2 separate regions of the Mus musculus genome follow, and region 2 is linked to region 1. A link is a contact called in public Hi-C data. All regions are on one chromosome and are shown on one strand. The core of a region is the stretch at or near the end of the contact, and the rest is flanking DNA. Distances in the headings are between cores, read along the strand shown. Region 1 holds the start of Dcp1b (decapping mRNA 1B). Region 2 has its middle 32 kb from the start of Cacna1c.

What was found. Hi-C and Micro-C count contacts between places; a contact is called where the count stands out from the background.
Region 2: a contact with region 1 is called in a Hi-C map of uterus. The contact joins the enhancer-like site here to the promoter of Dcp1b in region 1. A contact is called at or near these places in 17 of 484 Hi-C or Micro-C datasets (the HL-1 cell line, the N1E-115 cell line, bone marrow-derived macrophages and 12 more) and 4 of 115 datasets of contacts at active chromatin or transcription factors (the SCID.adh cell line, embryonic stem cells and heart atrium).

What each region holds. Positions count from the first base shown.
Region 1 is chr6:119,172,279-119,177,218 of GRCm38.p6, reverse strand. It overlaps Dcp1b (decapping mRNA 1B), which reads right to left and starts at 1,966. Exons shown (of 9, transcript NM_001033379.3): 1 at 1,777-1,966. The coding sequence starts at 1,926. It also overlaps a transcript of Cacna1c not described here.
Region 2 is chr6:119,137,689-119,142,628 of GRCm38.p6, reverse strand. It overlaps a transcript of Cacna1c not described here. Among named protein-coding and RNA genes, the nearest start is that of Cacna1c, 32 kb to the right of the region's middle. Within about 2 kb of position 2,903, at least 16 of the 459 cell types and tissues checked have an H3K27ac peak or open chromatin away from gene starts, as enhancers often do. A contact at or near this core is called in cardiomyocytes, heart atrium and uterus, where this site is marked.

The DNA.
Region 1 (4,940 bases), core at 717-3,216:
GACTTGATTGCCCCCAGAGACTGCTCTATTGTTGAACTAAGTCTCTCTCCTTTGCCAGGCAACCACAGCCTAGGAGATCAGGGCTTTGAAAAGAAATGACCTTTTACTGAGTGAATTATATCCTGTCTGAAGAAAACAAGTCGAGGAAGCAGGAAAACAAAACTCCTGTAAATAATGCAATGTGACACTGGCCTTCACTGGGCGTTTGGTCCACCTCTGTAGGGATTTAAAACGGTTTCTGCCACACAGGACTGTGAAGAGGCGTTAGGAAAACTGCTACCGAGGGGTGGGAATGGTGCACTGTACATTTCAACGGCTTCTGATCTTCTAGCCTGAGCCTCCTGCCGAGTCAACTTACCCCACTAACTCTTACTGGGTCCTACTCCATGTATACTAACTGAATTACCTCCATAATATTAGGTGTGGATTGGCAGGCAGAGGCCAGTCCAGGCAGAGGGCATGCAACTAATAGGTTGCAACCCCTTTGGCATACGTCTATCTCCAAACATAATTGCATTACAATAAGAAGAGTAGCAAAATTACAGTTAAGAAGTAGCAACGAAAATAATTTTATGTTAGGGGTCACCACAACAGGAGGAACTGTATTAAAGAGTCCCAGCATTTGGAAGGCTGAGAAACATTGACCTAGAGAAGTGAAGCACGTTTATGTACAGTATCTTCACATAAATAGAGAAACATTTCAGTGGGGAAACTCCCTTTACTTATATAGGCCCATAGTGTAATTTCCTCTGGTGTCCAAGAAAGACAGCCTCAATTAATCAAACTAGGGATATTCAGAACAATGGATCTCTGCAGATTTCCCCTTCAGGTTTGGCTCTTAGGAGAACAGACATGAATTCTTTGCCTCACTTCAGTTAAGAACTCGGACAAAACTATCGGAAAAGATTCCCGGCCCTGTTTCAGGGGTGTTGGGGATGAAGCAGGTGCCTGCCCCAAGCTCCACGTCCAAGAACTTTCTTCATTCTTTTGTGTGCATGGTTTTTGGGTCGTTCTTATTACAGCCTACTTAATCATAAATCTGCTCAAAAATGAAAGTTTTCTTTGCATAAATCTTGATGTTTGTTTCAGTCTTGGCGAACACACCGGGGGAAAAAAATTGAAAATTTGCAAGGTGTTTTCCATACACCCAATGAACCTTATTAAAAGCATTGGTTATATACTGATGAATATTTGGACAAAAGTCACAAAAGAGGAGGAAATGACACTTTTATATATTCAAAGGGATGGTTTATAAATGATAAGAACCAATGCCTAGGCCAGAACTAATTGGTCTCCCGTTGCAATTCCAGTCTAGTTGTGTGGAAAACTAAACTTCATCCAGTTACTGTAGGCTGGGACTCGGTCTTGTTGGAAATGGACTGAAATGGTTAGGTTACCAACCCTGGCCTCCTACATCCAAGTCTGGGGTGTCCCACCCATGTCCATTTCCTCTTTATTCTCCCACGCTTGCTCTTAGGTGGGTGCCTGCCCTGCATTTCGCACTCCGGCTGCTCCTCCTCCGCGAGGCTGGACTTATCTAAGTTTGGGGCTTCCGGGCTGCCCTCCGCTGCCGGAGAGCTTCTGTCTTCTGATCTCAAAGCCCGTGGCCCGCACTCAGCGGAGCCGGCCACACCTTCTGTGTCCCTCGTCCCCCACCTGCTGGTGGACCCGCGGGTCGCCCTCCACCAGGACCGGCCCCCGCCCGCCTAGCCGTGCCCAGCATCTCCCGCCCTGTCCGCGCCCCGCCTTCCGCACGGCCGCGGCGTCCGCACGCACCCACTCGTTGGCCCGATGGCCGAAAGTGTACAGAGCCACCTGGCTGGCCACGTCCACGATGCGACTGATGTAGGGGTCGTGGCGCCGCAGGGCTGCCAGGCTGATATCGTGTCCCTTCCCAGGCAGGCCACCTGCCGCCGCGGCCGCCATCTTCCCACCCACCCTCCTGCCCAGCCTTCAGGAAGCCCCCTCAATCGACCGCCGAGCGAGCGAGCGAGCGCGGCGGGGCGACCTTCCGGCATTTGGGGACCCGGGCTAGGCTTCGCTAATCGATGGCCGGGTCCTCTCGCGGAGGATCGTCGCCTTGGCAACAGGAAGCTCAGCCCTGCTCAAGGAAGCCCGTTTTATCTATTTCTTTCTTCAGGAGCCTCTGAGCTGTGCCCATTTCCTTCTTGAATACGGCCCACGCCTTTGCAGAGCTCTTCTTTGGCTCTTCGATGACCAATCAAACATAGTCACTCCAAAAAGAACTCTGAGAATTCTTAAATGGGGCTCCCCAATATCCGTGAGGGATTTCCTGAGTGCCTCAGAGGCCTGCAAGGTTATGATTGTCCATGACAATTCTGAGACTTGCATGATGTGTGCAAAAGGACGACTGCACCGGTAAAGAACCAAGGGAGGCCCCAAACTGCACCACTAGCCGGTGTATTCTTGCCGCTGTGCATTATTCTCTGGAAAACTTGTCTGAGCAGCTGAAGCCAGGCGTCCCTTGGTCAAAGTACTAAATTAAAAAAAAAAAAAACAATCTTTGGGTATATTTTTTAAATTAATGTGGGGGAAAAATTAGAAAGAATGGATAACGCAGAGCTGTTGCACGCCATATTTGCCTCTAGGCAAATATGTTCTGCACTTGAGATGGGCTGAATTTGTGGTTTTATTGTAGGTTTTGCTGGGGTTGGAGGGCTTGTTTCTCGAGACAGAGTCTATGGCAGGTTTCAGTCTTTGCTCCTCCTGCCTTGGGGTCTTAAGTGCTAGGACTACTGGGGTGTGCCACCACCCAGCCCAGGGGTTTAATTTTACTTCCACAGAGCATCAGTTTAACATGAAAGAAAGATGAACAAACTTATGGCTATTCAGATAGATTCTGGACAGGCTTTTTCAAAACTAAGATTTTCCTGTTTCTTTCAAGAAATCAAGGGGTAGGTATTGTTGCTAATGATAATTTTTTAGGTTAATTTTTAAAAAAATGGGCCATGAGCTTGACTGTCTCAATACTTAAGTCTCTTCAGATGAGACCTGTGGTGCTATCAATGAGTACACTTCTAAAAGATTATACTCTAATGGGAACTGTCAACATTTGAAAGATATAGCTCCCTTAGCCCGGTCATTCAATGATTTTCAGATAATAAAATGGTGTCACAAACTCACATACAGGTAGGAGATCCATTCAAGGCGAATGTGGATCAGTGGATTTCAGTGTCCCACAAAGTATGAAAGGGTGATAGGACTTCAAGAAACTGCACTTTGTCAAATTTTGATATATCATCAAAGGATATTTATAGTTACATGAACAGATCATTAAAGTGGCATCCCTTGTACCATTACATTGTCTTTGTGAGGCTAGGACTTGTTCATTTATGTGACTTATTAAGTCAGTTTACACTTGGGATGATGAGAATCTGGTAGTTGCTCAGTGCATAAAGCTGAGTGCCTCACGAGTTCTAACATGGCACTGAATACCTGGGTATCTGGGCAGCTGCTGGTCCTTACTCAACAGTGGAAGCCTGGAAACACTGGTTCTCATAACAGTATCAGCATCAAACCAAGCCTGTGGCAATAGGGAAGGCCAGCAAGCAAGAGGTAAAAAAAAATCTTCCTTCTGTCACACAATCTTTTTATCCGGGCTGCACTTAGAAGGCACTGTCCACACTTGGAGTAGATCTTTGCACATTAACCAATGAATCAAGGCCATCAGGACAATTTCTCAGGTGAGGTTCCCTGCTCATGTGATTGTAATTTGTGACAAGTTGACATTAAAACCAACCATCACAGATATTATTTGTTATAAATAAATACATAAACAGTTGGATAGCAGGGAACACACACACACACACACACACACTTTTTATTTAAAAATATTGACTCTGACTCTAAAGTTGATTTCATGATCCACTGAAGGAATGTGACTTGCCGTTTGAGAAACAGAACAAAACCATGTTGTCTATACTTGGTCCTAATGGCTTTCTATTCCCTTCAAGTGGCCCCACAAAGCTGACTACATAGTGTTGCAGGCTAGCCCACTCACTTACTGCTGGTTCCACTGAGTTCTGTGCTTCTGGTCACATGCTTCTAAAAGTCAGATTGTCATTCAAATTCCTTCCTCGCAGAGACAATGTCTACAACCTACTCATAAGGTCCCAACAGCAAAGCAAATTTTGATTCCATCAAAACTCACCTTGGGCAGCCAGTGAGTTTATTAATTTTACTGACAGAGAGCATGGGTGGTCTTGAAGCAGTAGCACTGCAAAGCCTTTACACAGCATTGGTGATGTCAGTGTGTCCTCAGTAACCGAGATAAATCCCTTTCTTCATCCCACGCCTATATGCTCCAGACCCTTCATGAGACCCTAAGGTCATATGGCATTAGGAAAAATTACATATAAATGGCTGGACACTATAGTTGAAGGTCCCTTGACATACCATGTCCCTCCTTCCTGGAGGAGATGTCCATGGGCCCAACTGTGATGAACTCTCAGAAGTAGGCACAGTGGCTGTTTTGCTTGGAGGATAGCACTGTTCAGAACATAAACATAGTTTAATTTGCATTAAGGGTAAAGTAGAATTTTCTGGCTAATCCTTGAGCCCTGCCTTAGTGGCATGAGTATGCAGATCCTGCTGTGTGCCTTCCTCATTTTCAGTGGGTCATTGCTTGCTTTCTCCTTAGTTTCCCCCCTTGTCCCCACAGGCCACTTTTCTCTTAATTTTTCAGGTCTGTCCATGTTGAAAGAGAGATGAATAAATCCCACTTTCCAAAGGACAGGCTATTTTGAGCCCACTGGAGAAGCCAGGCAAGGCAGGAGCCATTATGGTATCAGAAATACTCATAAACACACCCAGGCCTTATCACCCTAGTGACCAATTCAGCCCCAGTCACAGGGTGCTTATAGAGTGCACAGCATGAACTCTGTTCATGCCTTCTCCATGACTTTTTCAGCACCTTGCCT
Region 2 (4,940 bases), core at 1,654-4,153, 36 kb after region 1:
AGCCATCTCTGTCCAGGCATTATCCTATCCACAACATCCTTAGAAGAGGGATACAGACTCAGCTGCTGTAATACTGGACTGACTAGTCAGCTCTTTGTTGCTATCAACAACAACTGCCTGAGATAATCAGTCGAGAACACTGGACTCACCATTTTGAGGTTGTAGTTTGTGTTCAATTGATCGAATATTAATTGATCCCATTGCTTTGTGGCATCACATAGTGGCTGGAGTATGTGGTAGAACATGCTCTCGTGGTAAGAAAGTGAAGAGGAAGAGGCTAGGGTGCCATCAGTGCTTTCAAGGTCATATCCCCAGCGTCCTGAAAATGCCTCCTTGTTCTCTTAAAGCATCTAGCATTGCCCAAAAGGGTTATGCTGAGTATTCCATATCCAAATCATACCTTCTAACCTATATTCCCTGCATGCTTTTTTTTTTGTTCTGTGGCTGTATCAAAAAGAGGGAGATCTACTTTGATAGGAATAATTAGTCCTTATTTAAATTCAGAAAGGAAAACGGACCATCAACCACATAGAAACCTGTTCCACGGCTCTATGTTTCTTGCACCATCTGGAGAAGCTGATTTAAGAGGTACCTCAGCAAAGCTGAGGCAGTGCCAGCTGATCTCCTGTCCCATCCCAAGCCAACATCAGGTCAGCAAGTGTGTTAGTTAGGGTTCTCCAGAGGAACAGACTGTCTGTCTGTCTGTCTGTCTGTCTGTCTGTCTCTGTGTTTATTAGATTGGCTTACATAATTAAAAGCTGGATAATACAATACAGATACCTCGCATGCTGGGGAGCCAAAGAATCTGTTAGCTTCTCAATCTAAGAAACTAGAGGGCTGGTGAGATGGCTCAGTGGGTTAGAGCACCCGACTGCTCTTCCGAAGGTCCAGAGTTCAAATCCCAGCAACCACATGGTGGCTCACAACCATCCGTAACGAGATCTGACTCCCTCTTCTGGAGTGTCTGAAGACAGCTACAATGTACTTACATATAACAAATAAATAAATCTTAAAAAAAAAAAAAAGAAACTAGAAGCTCCAAACAAGGGAGGCCAAAGATGCAGTCCTGGTCTGAGGCTAATAGCCCAAGAGCTCCCTGAATAGTTGATAGCATCATCTGTGTGATGCTAGCTTTGTAGACATGAAGAACACAAGAGTTACAGGGTCATGGAGGGTTCTACTTAGAATGTCTGGGGGTGGGGTGGGGTGTCTAAAAATGTGTGGCAGGGTTAGAATTCTTGCAGACAGCCCCCAAGAGAGCAGATGTGTGAAGCTATGAGGATGGGGCCTAAGTTAGAGTTGAAAACTGTGGTGTTTTTAGGGAAAATGACCCCCATGGTATTTGACACTTGGTCCCCAGTTGATAGTGCTGTTCAGATGCTATTGGATGTTTAGGACATGGAGCCTGGCTAGAAGAAGTACATCTCCAGGAGCCAGATTTGGGCGTTTATAGCCTTCCCCAGTCCTAGTATGCTCTCCACTTTTTGGCCTCAGTTGCAGATGTTATCTGTCAGCTTCCTGCTCTGGCAATCTGCTTTCAAGCCTCCCCTCCTGTTATGGACTCTCCCTCTGGAGCCATAAGCCAAATCATAATACTATTTATTCCATAAACTGCTTTTGGTCATGGTGTTTTATCGAAGCAACTAGAAGTAACTGCGGGGGATTAGAGATGCTGAGAGCAAGGTGTATGACCTGAGGAAGACTGTAACTGCTGAGCAGGAGTAAGGCATGTGGGCTGCAAGTGGCAAGGCCACACAGGGTGGAGGTCACCTAGTCCTTTGGTGCCGGTACAAGGCCAGCTTGGTGGAGCTACAGGGTTTACTGATTGCCCTGCTGGGTTTGGGTCTTGAGTTGGTCTAATCTTTCCTTACTATTTTCCTATTCATCTCTTTTGGTGTGGCAATGTTTCTTTGGTGTCATTGACTTGGCAGTATATGAATTGTTTTGTGGTTTTTCTTTTTTAAAAAAGAGATTCATAGCTAAGAGTTTGCTCTGAGCCTCAAGACGTTTTGGATTTGGATATTTGAACACGACGAAAACTGCCAAGACTTCTGGAGATGGAAGTTGTACACTTATGCTTGTATTTATAATGGTCACGTCATGCAAAATTGTGACTTAGTCGTTGTCTTTACTTGGGGGATGACGTACGATATAAGGAGTTGTGTTGAGGTGTTGAGTTGCCAAAGGGCAGATTTATGAAGGTTGACCTTGACTGCCAACTTCACTGAACTGAGAAGTTTAGGCAATTAGTAAAACACACCTGGGGGGGGGGAGTACCTTCGAGGGTGTTTCCAGAGAGGATTAACTGGGGGATTGGGGTGGGAAGACTAGTATTAAATGTAGGAGGTACCATCCCATAGGCAGGGTCTCCCATGAAGCTTAAGGAAGAAGCGTGGGAGGCCAGGTGTTCTGTCTCTGGTTCCTGACCATCACGTAGTGACCAGCCCCCTCTGTGCATGCGTTTGCTTCTGTGATGCTCAGCCTCACCTTAGGGCCAAAGTGACAGGGCTAGAGGACCACGGGCTAACGCCTCTGAGACCCTCCACTAGAATAAATGTTCCTTCCTCTTAACTTGTCTCCTCAGGTGCTTGCCCCAGTAACCAAGAGTTTGACCAATACAGCAAGTGGCACAGATGCTGTGCCTGTGAATATGGGGACAATGGTCCCGTGTTCCCTGCCATCTGCAGGATGGAGCAGTAGAGCTTCTTGTTGGAACCAGTCAGCTATTAGTCTCCCAAAATGCTTCTGTTTTGCTTTCTGCCTCCAGAGCTCCAAGTGTTGAGCTATGTTGCTTTCCTTTGTTTTTATCTTTCTGGAATGCTGTTCCAGCTTGTGACGTATGACTCGGATGCTTTTCGGACTCTCACCACCCCAATCAAAGCTTGGCTGCAAACATTCCCGAAACGTGATGCCTCCTGCTGACGCCTTATCTCTATTGCCCAACACTCAGCTTTGCGTTTGTCTTGTTCAGGCTATAAATGTCTGACTATTTGACCTGTGCCTTTATCAGTCACCTTTGCTGTGTGAGGCACAGTCCTGTGCACAGAGCACACTTTCACTTTCTGGCCAGGAGAAAGGAGAAGATGCAGACAAGGGAAACAGTAGGGAAGAAACATGTTTTTCTCATGGTTGAAGATGCACAGTCCTTCCCAGGGCTAAATCAACTGCTTTAGGGGAGGTAGGGAGACCTCACAGAGGGTCTGGCTTTTTGTTGGCCTATAAGACACAGATGGTGGGGACAGTTGCTGGCTGCAGATGAATGCAGGGTAACCATCCAATAGTCTGGCAAAGGAGGGGGATGGTGGAGTATCAGTGTTGATGTTGGGAAGGGGAGATGAAAGAAGAAGGTGAACGGGTGAGACTAGAAAGTGGGTAGAGCTTCGGATTGCCCTCTGGGTGACAGGGAGCTTGCAGGGTCTTTCAAGAGGTCCCCTATTGTTTTAGGAGGTTGATATTAGATTTGGAGTGATGGAGGTTGAGAGCTGAGCATGAAGACAGGTTTGTTAGAACACAATTCCTGTGGGATGTTGACAGCATCCAAGGATGAGAGCTGAGGAGGGGACCTGAGTAGCAGCCACAGACACCACCAAGGCTGTATCTCACTTGGTCTGATCAGGCTCTGGCTGATTTTTAAACATCGCATGTAAATATATGTATACTTGGGTGAAGATTTCGTTTTTCATGCAAATCCATAAAAGTAGGTGACGGTTCCTTTGCAGGCTGCTTATTCAGACCCCCATGAGAGCTTACTGAGGGAGCTGAAAGCTTGTGCAGTGTTGGTCAGTCTGGTCGGTGGGCAGTAGCTTCTTACCAGCATGTGGAGGATACTTTGAGGTTCTAGAAAAACACAGTCCAAATGCACATTCTGTCATGTTTTAAGAGAACCGGCCCTGCCAAAGATGATTTTCTTTTGGTTTAAAAGAATGTCTTTCCAACAGTCTCTTGTCATTTCTCTAAGAAAGGGACTGTATAGTATTTCACTAAGGCCGATACATTATCTGTGTTGTTTATTGCTGTTTATGGACCAGCAATATAAACAATGGGGGTAGATAATAATAAGAAGGACAGCTGGGCGGTGGTGGCACACGCCTTTAATCCCAGAACTCGGGAGGCAGAGGCAGGTGGATTTCTGAGTTCGAGGCCAGCCTGGTCTACAAAGTGAGTTCCAGGACAGCCAGGGCTACACAGAGAAACCCTGTCTCGGAAAACTAAACAAAAAAAAAAACCAAACAAGAAGAAGGACAGTATTTCCTGGTGTATTCTTCTTGTAGTGAAAAGTGTTATTCTCTTTGCATGGTACACACCACCCAAAGGACAGACAAGGGGGATTGAAGAATGTTTTTTCATTCTTGCCTGACGTTGCCCAGACCACATAATTCCTTTTTGGTTTAATTGGCTCAGATGCTGCCTTGAAATCAGTCTTTCTTCACTCTGTTTCTCTCTGCCGTTCTCTGTCCCTCCACGTGGCTAGCTACTTTGCTTTAGTTCCTAACAGCTTAGCAGTCTATCTACTGATCCTCTCAGCTTCCAGATACTGAAAATAAATTTTCTTTATGTTCAGGCTGCTATTAATATATTCCTGTTTGTCTTTGCCTGAGTTATGAGTATCCCTCTGCCCAGAGCATTGCATCATGGCAATTGTGTAACCTTCTCCAGCACTGCGGTAACTCCGGGGTAGAAACGCCTGCGGAGTGAGAGGAGAGGAGAGGACAGGCGGGCTTGAATGTGTGGACATAGAAAACAGGGACTGTTCTCTCTAGAGCAATCAGACAAACTAACCTGTCCCGTGCTCCTGATGCTCCTCATCTCGGTTACCCATGGGCCATATGTAACCGTGGCGACCATGGGAGGCACCAGCACCAAGTTTTGTGAAGCATCCTTTGGTACTGTCTTGCTGGGAGCAAACATGTTTGTGCTGAACAAGCTAGCATATTAACTTT